Linked DNA regions of Mus musculus: region 2 is linked to region 1. The links are chromatin contacts, called in public HiCAR-type maps. All regions are on one chromosome and are shown on one strand. Each heading gives the region's core, a stretch centred on a gene start, on an enhancer-like site or on the middle of the called end of the contact. The rest is flanking DNA. Distances are from core to core; before and after follow the strand shown.

Region 1 (6,420 bases), core at 1,336-3,835:
AGCATTAAGATAAACATAGTAACCCATGATTTCTGGAAAGAAAAGGCTTTTGAAAATGAATTGCTGAATTTAAATAACATATCACATGCCACATTGAAATCCTGTTGTATAGCCTATAGTATATAAACCACTAATGTTTAAACATTAGCAAGCTAGTGCACCGTAATATCACATCATTACACACACACACACACACACACACACACACACACACACATATGTGTGTGTGTGTGTGTGTGTGTGTGTGTGTGTGTATAATCACAAGTTGCAGTTTATTCAGTCACATTTACTAATAGTTTAACTTTTACTCATCAAAAATTACATAATGACATAAAATTTTCCCATCAATGACTTTTTAATCTGTAAAAAATTGAAAACTGTGAAATTGCTATTTGGCTTGAATCATTACATTATGTAAGAATATTCATCAAAATCTTATCAGTGTCTTTTCTTCCATAAGTTTTCTTTTCAAAACTTTTCCCTTGAATTTCAATTTGTACTATTTCCATCACTAGTATCCACATGGTTTTACTATGCTGTAAGAATCTTTCAGAAAGAACAAGTAAGTAACTGCTTTTCTGCCACTCAAACCTTCCAGCTCCGACATTTTATTACTTAAAACTAAAGATTAGTTTCATGTCACAAGAGTCAAAATCAGAGAAACTTTTCTGGAGATTGGAATTAGTCACAGTTTAAAAGTAACTTCCTATGCTAATTGACAAACAACTTTCTCATTAAGCCTCAAAATCAATAGCCAACAATTTAAATTGTTACAATCTCATTAATTAGATTAATCAATTAACAGTTCATGTTAACGATCCCAGAAAAAATTTCAGATTGTATTACAAAATAGTAAATAATAACATAAAATATTTTCTTTTATTTTCCTAATTTGATTGAAATTTTAATAGCAATATACTGATTACTACTATTAACGTTATTCTTTGAATAAAAGATTGGAAAAATATGTGATCAATATGTGGTTCCAAGTTCACATACAAAGCTGGTATCTCCTCTGAATATTTTAGAATGACAAAGCCCATCATACTTAAGTCTGAAGCTAAATTTCAGCTTGGAAGTATGGTCAAGATCAACTCAATGAAAGTATACCAGCATTGTCTTTCAAAATTCCAATCCACTAAAAATCCAGAGCATTTAGTTTATTTATAGTTCAGATACTGATGATGAGTTCTTGTAATGAAAAAAAAATCAGATGTCTTCCATATAATTCACAACTTTCACTGCATAAATGCAAACTTAAACTCTGTTAAGTATAGGTAAAAATATTCAATTGCTATCAATTCACATTGCTGCTGTCTAAAAGTGGATTACTTAGTCCCTTCTATGTGAGAAAAGTACATAGAATACACAGGTGATGACCCATGAAATTAAGCATATTAATATTATAAAGCAATCCTTGACACTGAATAGAGAAGTATAGTGTTTTCATGAAGTAGGCTGTAATCCCTTGTTCAAAGTTTTTCTTCTTTAAAAAAATACATGCTGTATTTGCTAATCAGCAGAAAAACAGCACTACTGATTTCCATCAGCATTTTGTGAAGGATAGTTGGTATTCTTACTCTCTATGAGAGTTACCTAGACACAGGATTAACTCTTACTGCAAACATAAGCATACTAATAGTTACATGCTAAGTAGAAGGAAGGCAAAATATCACACAGCCTGTTTAGCACATGAGGGAAGGCTTTTAGCAACAAAGTTATCAAATGTTGGAGGTGGGGGATTGAATATAGATTCTTAATAATTGTCTCTAGCAATTAACCTACCAGACCACATTAGGAACAGAGGAAACAAAAGACAAAGTTTAAGTTTCCACAGGATAAGAATCTTTTCATATATATACATATATATGCAAATGATTGATTTTGGAAAACCACTTTAAAATCTGAATAACTTAGTTGGCCAGATGCACTTAATACAGACACGCACACAAGACAGAAGGCAGAAACCAATCCCTGTAATTGAACTTGTACCAAAGCACTTCTGACTCCTTTCCACCCTGCCCCCTTCAAGTCAAAAAATTAATCACTGACCAATTGGAAGAGTATATACCTTCTCTTCTTGACCTTGGATTCTTTCTCATTTTATGTTCCATTCACCATTCACCGTGTCATGAGCTGCAAACCAGGACCTGCTCAAAGCCCAAAGTCCACAAAGTCCCTGTATTCAGTCCTATGAGGACTTGGGAGAAACTCCTTATACTTTTTCTCTATATGCCCCCAAACAGTGCATATCTAACCCATTCTCCTGGCCCCCTTGCCCTGACTGGTACTTACCTGATGCTCCGCGGGTTCTGCAGATTTCACCAGGTGTTTATCCTTGTACAAAGACCAGAGACCAATGTTGGGCAGGAAAATTAAAGCCACGGTGAATAACAAAGTCATTTGCAGAAACCTCTTCTGTTTCCTCTTCATTGCAAAGGATAACAATGGAGAAAAGTTAGAGATGTCTCCCAGACTACTTCTTGAGTTTAATGCCAAAGTCCTTTCCTCTTTCCTGGGAAGCACCAGAAACTGAGGGGAAGCAAAAAACTTTTGTTGTGTGCTCAGCACCAATCTGCAGGGTTCAGAGGGAGTTGGCCATCTGCAGAACAAACGCACAGTTACTTTCCCCCAGAAAACTATGACGACGGCATTATCTATTGGCTTAGAAATAAACGAGTCAACTGAGGAAATCGTTAAATCTATTGACCTCCATTAATATAAAGCAGTGGAGTAAATACGATCGTTTCATAGAATAATGGTAAGTTATGAGGAAGTCGAGAGCATGCTAGATCTATCAGTAAATAGGAGGTGTTTGTCTGTCGCTGTTTGCCCACCATCCCCCGCCCTTAGTGTGGGAGGTCCGGGATGTAGAGTCGGAGATGAAAAGCGAGAACTGAATGGGAGGGAGTGGCTTGGTCCAGTCAAGTGTCTGGAAGAAAAGTGTCCGCTTTTGACATTGGCACAACACCTTCCTTATCTTCCCCGAACAGCTTTTTATTTGCTTGCTTTGGGATAACCCACCTGAACTCAAGTTCAACTCCCTTGGAAGCCAGCTTGTCAGGCAAGATCCAGGGACACCATAACCAGGTCAGAACTATGTTTGGATAGGGGTTCACAAACTCCTGGATCTTCATGCGCCGTCAGAACACTCCTCTGCAGGCAGCATCTAGGCGACCTGGGAACCTGGCTGGAAGGAGGCTACAGATGTCAGCGGAGTCCAGCCAGGAAGTGCAGGCGCAAAGACGTCCCTTCCTCCAAGTGCAGTCCTGGGAATGAGAGCCTCAGAGAAGTGTGCTCTCTACCCATCAATCTCGCCCCCTTCCTCTGCTGACGCTCTCACGCTCCACTGTTCATGTTACCATTCTTTTCCAGCAACTGAACGAACCCAGCGAAGCATCACCAGCACCCCCAGGGCAGTATTTCTGATCTCCACTTCACGGCAAGGGACGGATGGCAGGCGGCGAATGTCAAGTGTGACCGGGCTTTACAGGCAAGTGGGAGAGGGCGCGCGGAGGATGAGTGAGGACGGCGAGAACGCGCGTGGAGCTGGCACCCAGGGGTCCGCCTCCCGCTGGCTGTCTCCTGCCTGCTGGCGATGATACTGGTGTCTACCACGTGCGGGAGCCTAGAAGCCGGGAGGGGAGGGCGAGTCACGGCCGGAAGGTAGTGGCCACTGCCTCGCGGCTGCCAGATGCTACATAAACAAACCCAGAGGCTAGGGGGAAGGAGAGGAGGATGAAGGCGGGGACAGAGAAATCGATTTGCAGCTCCGGGACAATCGGATCCTCTCTTCTCGGGTAATCTCGAACCGGCAGGGAGACTGGTTCGTCTCTGAGCTCACCCGAAAGGCGCCAGGCCAGAAATTCCGGAGTACAAGTCGCCCTGAGCGGGAGGGCAATGGAAGAATTCCTCCATGGTCCTGATGGGATCGCAGCGAGGAAGGCGCGGCAGCGACAGCGAGCAGAGGCAACCCAGTCTGGACTGGTCCCTGAGAGGAGGGTTTCCCCAGAACCTACAGCTCAAGCCAGGTACGTAGCGTGGAAGGAGAAAGAGGATTCCCACGCCGCGTGGACAGCGTTGTTAGCCGCAGCTTCCAGACAACACTGTGGAGAACAGAGGCAGCTCAGCGGGAGTCGGCCAGCACCTGGGGCCCAGGTTTAGATTTGGCTTCACTAACTGATGCTTCTCCGCCCTACCATGCCTGCACCTCCCACTGCTGATAGCTGAGAGGTCTTCTGGTTCCTCGCTTAGCTCACACACCCCTCCCTGGTTATCCAGAAACCTTAGAACTGAGATAAGTCTCCAGCAGATGGGACCCTTCCCTCCCCGTAGAAAACGGAGTCAACACACACAGGAGAACCTGTGGCCTCTCTAAGGAACCTTTGTGCCTGCCTGGCTCAGGATCCAGAGCGCCTAACTCCTGGTGTGAACTTAAGTAAGGTGATGGATGGCCATGCCATGCTGCGCAGCATCAGGCTATCCAGAGCCTCCCAAAACACTGTGGTCGCCTCCTTGTTACAGTCTAGAGAGTGATGCCCATATGCTTGAGATATAGAGACCTCACTCCAGATGGTTTTCTCCTTCATCCACTTTTTCCCCTTTCCCCCTCTCTCTAATTTCCCTCCCCCATCCCCCGCCTTTTTTTTTTTTTTTCTCTTCCCCTAGTCTTCTCTATCCACAGGGACTCAAGCCTCTCAAGACCCAGATTTGACCCTGGAGAGTTAACCTTTAAACTGTTCAGGTTATTCATTTAAAACAAAAGGGACTGGAACAATAGAGGTTGGCTGTACTGCTACACAAATAAAGCTTTATGTTGTAAGCACTTGTTCTCTGTGGATGACTTGCCATCTCAGAAAAGTTTCGAAACACACTAAATACATATTTTGAATGTGTGCTTTCTGTACGTAAAAATAGTTTGCTTTACATTTTACACAAGTGTAATTTGAAGGTGCAGAGGGAAGAGGGTTTTAATCACTGCTTCCAAACCACACACATATACACTCTTATTGGTTCTGCGTAATTTTCAAATCCTGCTCTGAGTTAAAGGAGTTCTATAACAGAATTTGAAGGCCTGGAAGCCATGTACTAAGGGAGAGTTGTTTTGGAATAAATTAACTGTCACGAAAAACTGTTAGGAGAACTATTTAACTTTATTGGATTTTTTTTTCATTTTTGGACACAAGTTACTGATAAATGACCTGAAGGGAAGTAAAAGTGCTTTGCAATTAAATAATAAAAATATCATTTTAAGCAATATCTCGTCTTTTATTCCTTATCAAGACTCCTAAATCTGATATAGCAATACACAGAATTGTCTGCCAGTCCCGGGATGTGGAATTGGGTGACATGTCACCATTTAAATGTTGGTAGAAGAACCTCCATATACTATTCAGTCACAGATTAAAATTGTCAACAGTGAGTATGTCTCATTATTTGTCTCCTGGCCAAGCACTCGCAAAATACAAGGTAGACACTAGAAGAACATTTCTTTTAATGTATATTTTAAAATGGTATATAACATATATACGTTGCAATATATATATATATATATATATATATATATATATACATATATATGTGTATATATATATACATATATATATGCACACACATACATACATAAATACAAATATGTTTTGTAACATTTTCATGTGTATGGGGGGGTGGGGTGTGTGTGCAAATAGTATGTCATTGAACCAAATGCCTGCAGAGGTCATAAGATGGTATCAGATCCCCCACAACTGGAATTTTGGATAGTTGTTAACTACCATGTGGATGCTGGGAATTGAACCTGCATGATCAAGGAAGTGGTCATAACTGCTAAGTCATCGCTCCATTCTCCTCGATGATAGTCTTATTGTGTTCACCTGAGTTTACATTAGGTTTCCAGACCATCACTTTCACAAATCCCACTTAGTAAACATTATTTATATAATTTTTTCTGTTTTCTTAGGATGTTCTTACTCATTTATAATTCTGTGACTCGGTAACAAAGTTATGTCAATCCTCAAAAATAAGGGGCAAGAAAAGCACTAAAAATAAAGATTTTAGGTTAATCTTTCAAATTTTCCTAAATTATTGTTACTTGTATTGATTAAAACAGATATATAAAATGACTCTGTAGACATGAAGAGGCTTGTTTAAAATAAATATTAGTACTACTTCTTACAGCTTTAAGAAACATTTGCCTTATAGCTGGTCAGTTCCCTGTGGTTTCTTCTCTTGTGAGTCATATAACAGCTTCACGTAATCACATCCTTATGTACTTAGCAACAGGCCAATAACTCCAGGAACACGTGGAAGAAGGCAGTTTGACCTTGAGTAACAATGGGAAAATAGAAGGAACCAGGCTGTTTAGCCATTTGGATGAAGTAAACAGGTTTGTTCCTCACATCTCTCTAAAAAGAACTGTTTATG
Region 2 (6,420 bases), core at 2,850-5,349, 1.7 Mb after region 1:
TGGACAGTCTGAAGCAGCCCCACATCCCACATCTGGGGTTAAAATGAAAACACATTCTTACAATATTCCTGTCTTTTAAAAGAAACCAAAATTCTCACTAAAATATACAGATGTAGAAATGTATATATTATACTACTAATAATGTAACCTCTTACAGTTCCCAGGGTGTATTTCTAGGTGTATATCAGTAGACACTGAAAGTTAAGAGAAGTATTACAATCATATTTGAAGAAGAAGAAGAAGAAGAAGAAGAAGAAGAAGGAGGAGGAGGAGGAGGAGGAGGAGGAGGAGGAGAAGGAGAAGGAGAAGGAGAAGGAGAAGGAGAAGGAGAAGGAGAAGGAGAAGGAGAAGGAGAAGGAGAAGGAGAAGGAGAAGGAGAAGGAGCAGCAGCTCTGTTCTAGGGGGTAGAATAAGGACCTTCAGATAATTAGAGGTTGTAACTACACTGCCAGAAGAAAGCAGAGTAACGAAAAACAATGAAATTTGTGGATTAATTAGTAATGCTGTGCTTATTCGTGCCAGTGAAAGAAGGGCACCAGATGGCTCACTAAGCATTCCAGACTTCTGAAGCTGAAGAAAATCTCTGGGGTATAAGGAAGTCAAACCTGAGATCTCACTTAGGTTCCTCTGGCTGCACTGCGTGTGACTTCGTTCTGACAGCATGTCAATTTATTTGCAATCTGTGTAAACACTTAGAGAAGAATTATTTTTTAAGGAGCAAACTTCCCATATTATAACAATATATACACCTATCATTCATCCATCAGGTAAACCTCTGTTGATATTGGAAACATAGATGGTTGAGATGCAGCCCTGGTTATCAACTTCCCCACAGTGCAGAGAAGACAAAGGAAAGAAAAATCAAGATCAGATGTCAAAATGGGGACAAGAGACAAGGCACAGATGAAATATCCAAGTAGAAATCACTACAGGAAGGCCAGTCTGAACTCACTCTTGAATGCTTAAGATTTTGCCAATGAATTAAGGTGACAGAGAAACAAAAGAAGTGACAAGCATGGGGCGGCTGTCAGTTTGCACAACAGGCTATTTGGATTCGTTAGGGTACTGCATGCTAGGGAATCAGGCTGGAAACTCACCTCAGAGGTGAGGCACACACGTACTGTAATATAATTTGCTTAGAAGGAAAAACCCAAGGAGGCACAGAGGAGGGTGTGTTGAAGAGTACAGACAGGTCTGTGGTTAAAGATGTCTAGTGATGAGGAGGGCTGAAGAGAGCAGAGTAAGTAGGGACACAAAGGACAGGATCTATGAAGACACACCTACAGGCAGGTGGAGGGTGCCTGTGACGAGCAGGATGGCAGAAGAAAGCAAGGTGACTAGACCTAGACATTTCCAGATTTGTGATCTCTGGCTGAGTGGAGGTACCAGGAAGCTCTCTAGAAAACACAGCAAAAGAGCAATCATGGCTTATGAACTCTGCTTAGGACATACTGGATTTGGGTTTCCTGAGGCATTCCACTTGGGCTGTTTTGTTAGCTTACACGTAAAGTCTGAACTTAGGGATATGTAGAGAAAAAAAATGCAGTTCAGGATAAAGGTGAAATAAAATATTGACATATATGGACAAACACTAGATACTGACCAATCAAAACAGACCCATCTGCAAAGATTCTAGCAACTGGGTACAGCCATCTTCAGAAAGATGAGAGATCACAAGGCAGTAGGAGAGAAGAGAGTGGTGAGAGAATAAGAGAGGATAATTGGCTGGGGCAAAGAAGAGAGCATGAAGAAGCAGGATGTGGAGGAAAGGTGACAGGGATTATAAGTGCATGTCACACAGGTAGACTGGGGAGGAGTTAGCTTCAAACATCAGTTCCAAGATAGCTGTTGAAGAGACACCTTGCCCACCCGTTCCCAGGCTTCATTACTTTGATCCTCATGTCTGTGGAGATCCAAGCAAGATCCAGTGCAGTATTCTAGACCTAAGTAATATCAGATCCTAGAAACCCATGGGGTTAATTAAAATGGCCCCAGATTCAAAGGGGAAGCACATAAGCGTATTTTCAAGGAGGCAAAGTTTCACTAGACAGGGTGACCCGAACCACTCTGAAGCTAAACTGGGGCTGACATAAAGAGCCACTCTCATTTGGGCTGTTTCCTAGAATCTCAACGAACCTCACTGGTCATTCTTCTAACCCAGTGAGCCACAGTCTCTCTCTCTCCCTTCACCTCTTCCACCCCTTTCCCTGCTGTCCCTTTATACCCTCTCTCCCTCCTTCTCGCTGAATTTATTCATCTTGATCCTGCACTCTTTTTTTTCTTTTCCTGTAGCCTTTCCCACTCCAGTCTTCCGTCACTGAGGGTTAAACACACAAGCATGCTGCAGCGAGTATTTCTAAGATAGAACGGGAGTATTCTGCAGGTTTGCGACAGGAAAAAATAAAAAGGAGTGGGTAGGAAAAGAAATAGAACCAAAGCGAATACCAAAATACTTTACAAGAATACACATGACTGACTGGAACAAAGGGAGACAGATTCCGTGTGGTTCTCAGCTACAACTGTACAGAATGGTTACTGAAAACTTGAACGGATTAGGTTTTTGAAAGAGGCAGGGAGGTTCGTTGAGCTAAGATGCTATGGAAACTAATGTTCAAGTATGATTTCCATTTCTCAGGCTTTTGGAGAAGGACTAGGTTTTGATATGCTTAGAAACGAGAGCCCGTGCATCCATTGGCACATAAATCCCTCTGCACCAGCGTTCGTCCGTTCGTCCCACGTACCCATGCTATTGCTTGCTGTAAGGGCAGCTCCCTCCTCCTGTCTTCTGAGCTCTGGTGTCTTGATGTTCCTCAACCTTGGGCAGCCAGATGCCAGAGGCAACCACGTGCAGCAGTCTGGCACTGTTCAGAGCATGCTCAGTTGCCTGCAGCCACTTCTGCGGCGGAACTCAGGGCTTGAGGTCACAGACAATACTTTGCCTCTGGGTTTGTCAGTCACAGAGAAGGAGGTCGACTGCTATCCCGTTAACAGCTTCCTGTCATCTTGACAGCTGTTCCTAACTCAGAGTGGAATACGCGGGGTCTGACAGCCTGAGCCACTTTAGTAGCGTTAATTTGCTTAATCCAACTCTCCGTGTTTTTCCAGCAGCCTATGACCAACATAGGTGTGGGGGCGGGGCTACCCTTCTTAAAAAAAAAAAAAAAAAAAACACGGTGTGGGGCGTGGCCGGAGGGGGCCAGGATAGAAGAGCCAGGGAAGAAGAGCTTGGTCACTGTCCCAGAAACTGACAAGATCTCCCTTAAATAGATAGATAGAATGATAGATAGATAGATAGATAGATAGATAGATAGATAGATAGATAGATAGATAGATAGATAGATAGATAGATAGATAGACAGACAGAAAGATAGATGATAGGTACATAATATTTAAATGCGTGTGGGATGGCAGGGGAGAGATCCACTAATATTGCAGGACTGTTCACAGAAAACTTATGTAGGTGGTAAAAATATTTTTAGAATACTTATTTTTTCTCATCAGAACAACTTAACTGCTCTTTAGAGAGAATGTCGAAACTGCAAATAATTTTAAGGGGCAGTTTTATAAATTTTCGCGGAACCACACCACTCAGAATCCACCGCAAACACCCTGCTGTGTCTTGTCGTGCCACTTCGAGGCGTCCACTGTGCTTTTGCTGTGACAGCGCGGCCGGCCGCCTAGGAGGCCCCATATGCTCCTGCTCGCGAGGTGCTGTGACAAGACAGCCTTAGAGACTAGGTTGGTTAATGCGTGGGTAGGCTGGTTGCCCGTGGCATCCAAGATGACATTCGAAGACGCCTTTGCCTGCGTGTCCTTGAACGCCACTGAGACGCGACGCTCCGGAAAGTTGAGGTGACAACGCCGGCAGCGCCCTGCCTCCCCACAATTACCAGTCACGCTGCCCTAGCACCACTGAGTCTGGAGGAAGAGGCAGGGTGGAGCGCGGGAGCACCGCCCAGTGGCCGCCCGGTCCCGCCCAGAGGCCGGGCTCTCTGAGCACGATGCTTCCCTGCAGACTGCAGGGCCAGCCCGGGGTGGGCGGAGCCCACCACCCGCAGCGGCCCGCCCCGGGCCGCGGCTGCGGCGAAAACCCGGTTGTGCAGAGTGCACCGGACCTCGGCGCCGCCGGGAGCCGCACTGGGCATGCTCGGCTCTCGCCGGCTCTGGAGCCCGTAGGTGGGAAGCTCCGGCTCCCGGCGGCGGGGCTCGTAACCCGCATCGAGAAGAGGCGCGGGCGGCGGAGGAGGTTGGTACACGCTCGGTGCTGCAGAGCTCCCCGGGTGGCCATGGCGAGAGGTGCACGGCGACCACCCGAGTGGCGCAGCGGTGTCAGGTCAGTGAGGGCACTGGGCGGGCGAGCCTGGGCGGCGGGCTACAGTAGGAGGGAGCCTCGCACCGGGTTTGTGGTCAGCGGCCGCCCGAGCTGCAGAACTTTCGGACGCCTGGGCTGGCGAGGCTACGCGCCTGGAGGTGCCCTGCTCTCCCAGCTCGTGGCTGGTCGCAGGATGCTGGAAGTACATGCAGGGCGGAGACCGGCGGGTTGGGGACAGTCGCGTCCAAGGCTCGTGCCACAACCTTCTGATGGCCAGGGGCGCGCTGTCCACAGCGCGTTAGCACAGAGCCTTCCCAATCTCCCGGGAGAAGGAGGATGCCACGCAGAGACAGGGCTCTTCGCCCAGCTGTGGATCGTTCTTGTCACGGTGCCTCAGTTTCCCCAGACAGGGAAGGGTGTACTGGCCTTTGCCCGGAAGGCGGCGTGGGGAGCTCCGAAGCGCCGCGTCCTGATGCTGCAGGAGTGTGGGAAGCAGCTGGTGCTAAGAGCTGCTTCCTTGTCTTGAGAGCTCTTGGAGTTTGTCGCATTTCCCACCATAGCAAGTTGACACCAAATTGTCTGGTGGCCTGGAATGGGGGAACGTCCTTCTTTGGCTAAAAAAGTAAATGCCGAGTCAATCCTTTTTAAGCCCGAGAATTGCTTGTCTCCCTCTTTAAATTAGCCTGGGATCGCAAATTCCAAGGTTTATAAAGCAAACTGGAAAAAAGAAAAGAAGATGTTTGCAGGTACATCAGCTGCTCACCCTGTAGAAAATATTATGGCTCCGTCGTCATTGTTTTGAAAGACACTTGTTCAAAGTGTGGTTACTGTAGCAATCTTTATTTGCTCTAGCTTTATATTAGGAACTTGGAATCAGCATTGCAGAAACAGTGGTTTTTGAAGTTTTCTCACTCCCCCCCCCCCAGGCAAAACACTTTTTTTTTAAAGTTGCTACTACACTCAACATAGTAAAATGTTCAGGATTAAATCTGCAAGATGGAAAAAGAATTGTTTTTCAGGAGAGACTAAATTAGAGCAAGGTAGTTTGCAGGCAGTGAGCTAATGCACAAAAATGCAATCTGTACCTTCTAAGGTAATGTTACTGTTTTCCCCTACAGCTACCCATATTCATCTATTAAAATACTTACAAGTTTGAGGAGCCCAGCACATGACTGGTTACATTACCTGGCTCTGTGTGATGCACCACGTTTACAATGTGCCCTGATTGCTCCACCTAGCTATGCCTTGTGCTGTTTAGAAAGAGACAAGTGGGATCTTTCCTTAGCTGTGTCTTTCTGATTGATAGCAGGGGGCTGAGCACCTAGGTCTTACAAGTGTTGCTGGGTTTGTACTTCTGTGCCCCCTGGGTTTGCTAGTGACACTAGATGAACACAACAGACCATTTCTTTTAAAAATAAATCTCCTCACACTCATGTGACCTTATTCAAACCCCACTCCTCACCCTTTTTGGCTAACAATTGAAAAATTTAAGACTATTTAAGTACCACAGCTATTGTTTAATTTGAGCTTTCAATATTTTTCTTCAAGAACTTCCAGACACTTAAATGCCAAGTAGCTACTTGCAGTAACCAAATTGTTCAGTCTCAGCCCAAGTCATATAGCGTCATTAAGCAAGTGTGTTTGTATGAATTCAGGAAATATGTAGATAGTAGTGTTTGCCTAACTTAGAATTCATTCTAGCATTTGGGATACAAGTTGTCTTTTCTAGCAAAACCCAGGGGAACACTTACAATTCTGACAGTTTCCATGGCCAGTCACATATAGTAAAAATCAGCATTAAGGTGCAAATGGTTGGTTTTAAATTTGCCGTGATACCTCTGTGGAATGGGGTTAAAAGAATAGGGGTTGGTTGGTTATGTGATTATAACTAATTAAAGGCAGACAGAGCCATTTAATACTCATGCTCCAAACAGAGGCTCTGTAAATTTATTGGTCTTGCTTCTGCCTCCACCTGAGGCCTCTTCATGCATTAAAATTTCACATTAAATTTTCTTCCCCACAAACTTTTATGGCCAGGCTTCATAAGCTGCAAGGATGAGTAAGACATCATGACTCATACCATCTAGTTGGAGTGATGTGCCCGAAGA

What was found. HiCAR-type assays count read pairs that join an accessible place to other places.
Region 2: a HiCAR-type map of astrocytes shows a contact between it and region 1, with 5 times the contacts expected there. The contact joins the promoter of Mfap3l here to the promoter of Galntl6 in region 1. A contact is called at or near these places in 1 of 39 promoter capture datasets (hippocampal neurons) and 1 of 115 datasets of contacts at active chromatin or transcription factors (astrocytes).

What each region holds. Positions count from the first base shown.
Region 1 is chr8:58,909,042-58,915,461 of GRCm38.p6, forward strand. It overlaps Galntl6 (UDP-N-acetyl-alpha-D-galactosamine:polypeptide N-acetylgalactosaminyltransferase-like 6), which reads right to left and starts at 2,586. Exons shown (of 12, transcript NM_175032.3): 1 at 2,296-2,586. The coding sequence starts at 2,433. It overlaps BC030500 (cDNA sequence BC030500), which reads left to right and starts at 2,714. Exons shown (of 3, transcript NM_173411.2): 1 at 2,714-2,761; 2 at 3,376-3,493; 3 at 3,819-5,257. The coding sequence starts at 3,468. The coding sequence ends at 4,164.
Region 2 is chr8:60,628,726-60,635,145 of GRCm38.p6, forward strand. It overlaps Mfap3l (microfibrillar-associated protein 3-like), which reads left to right and starts at 4,100. Exons shown (of 3, transcript NM_027756.5): 1 at 4,100-4,333. It overlaps Gm34730 (a long non-coding RNA gene), which reads right to left and starts at 3,130. Exons shown (of 3, transcript XR_379010.3): 1 at 2,742-3,130.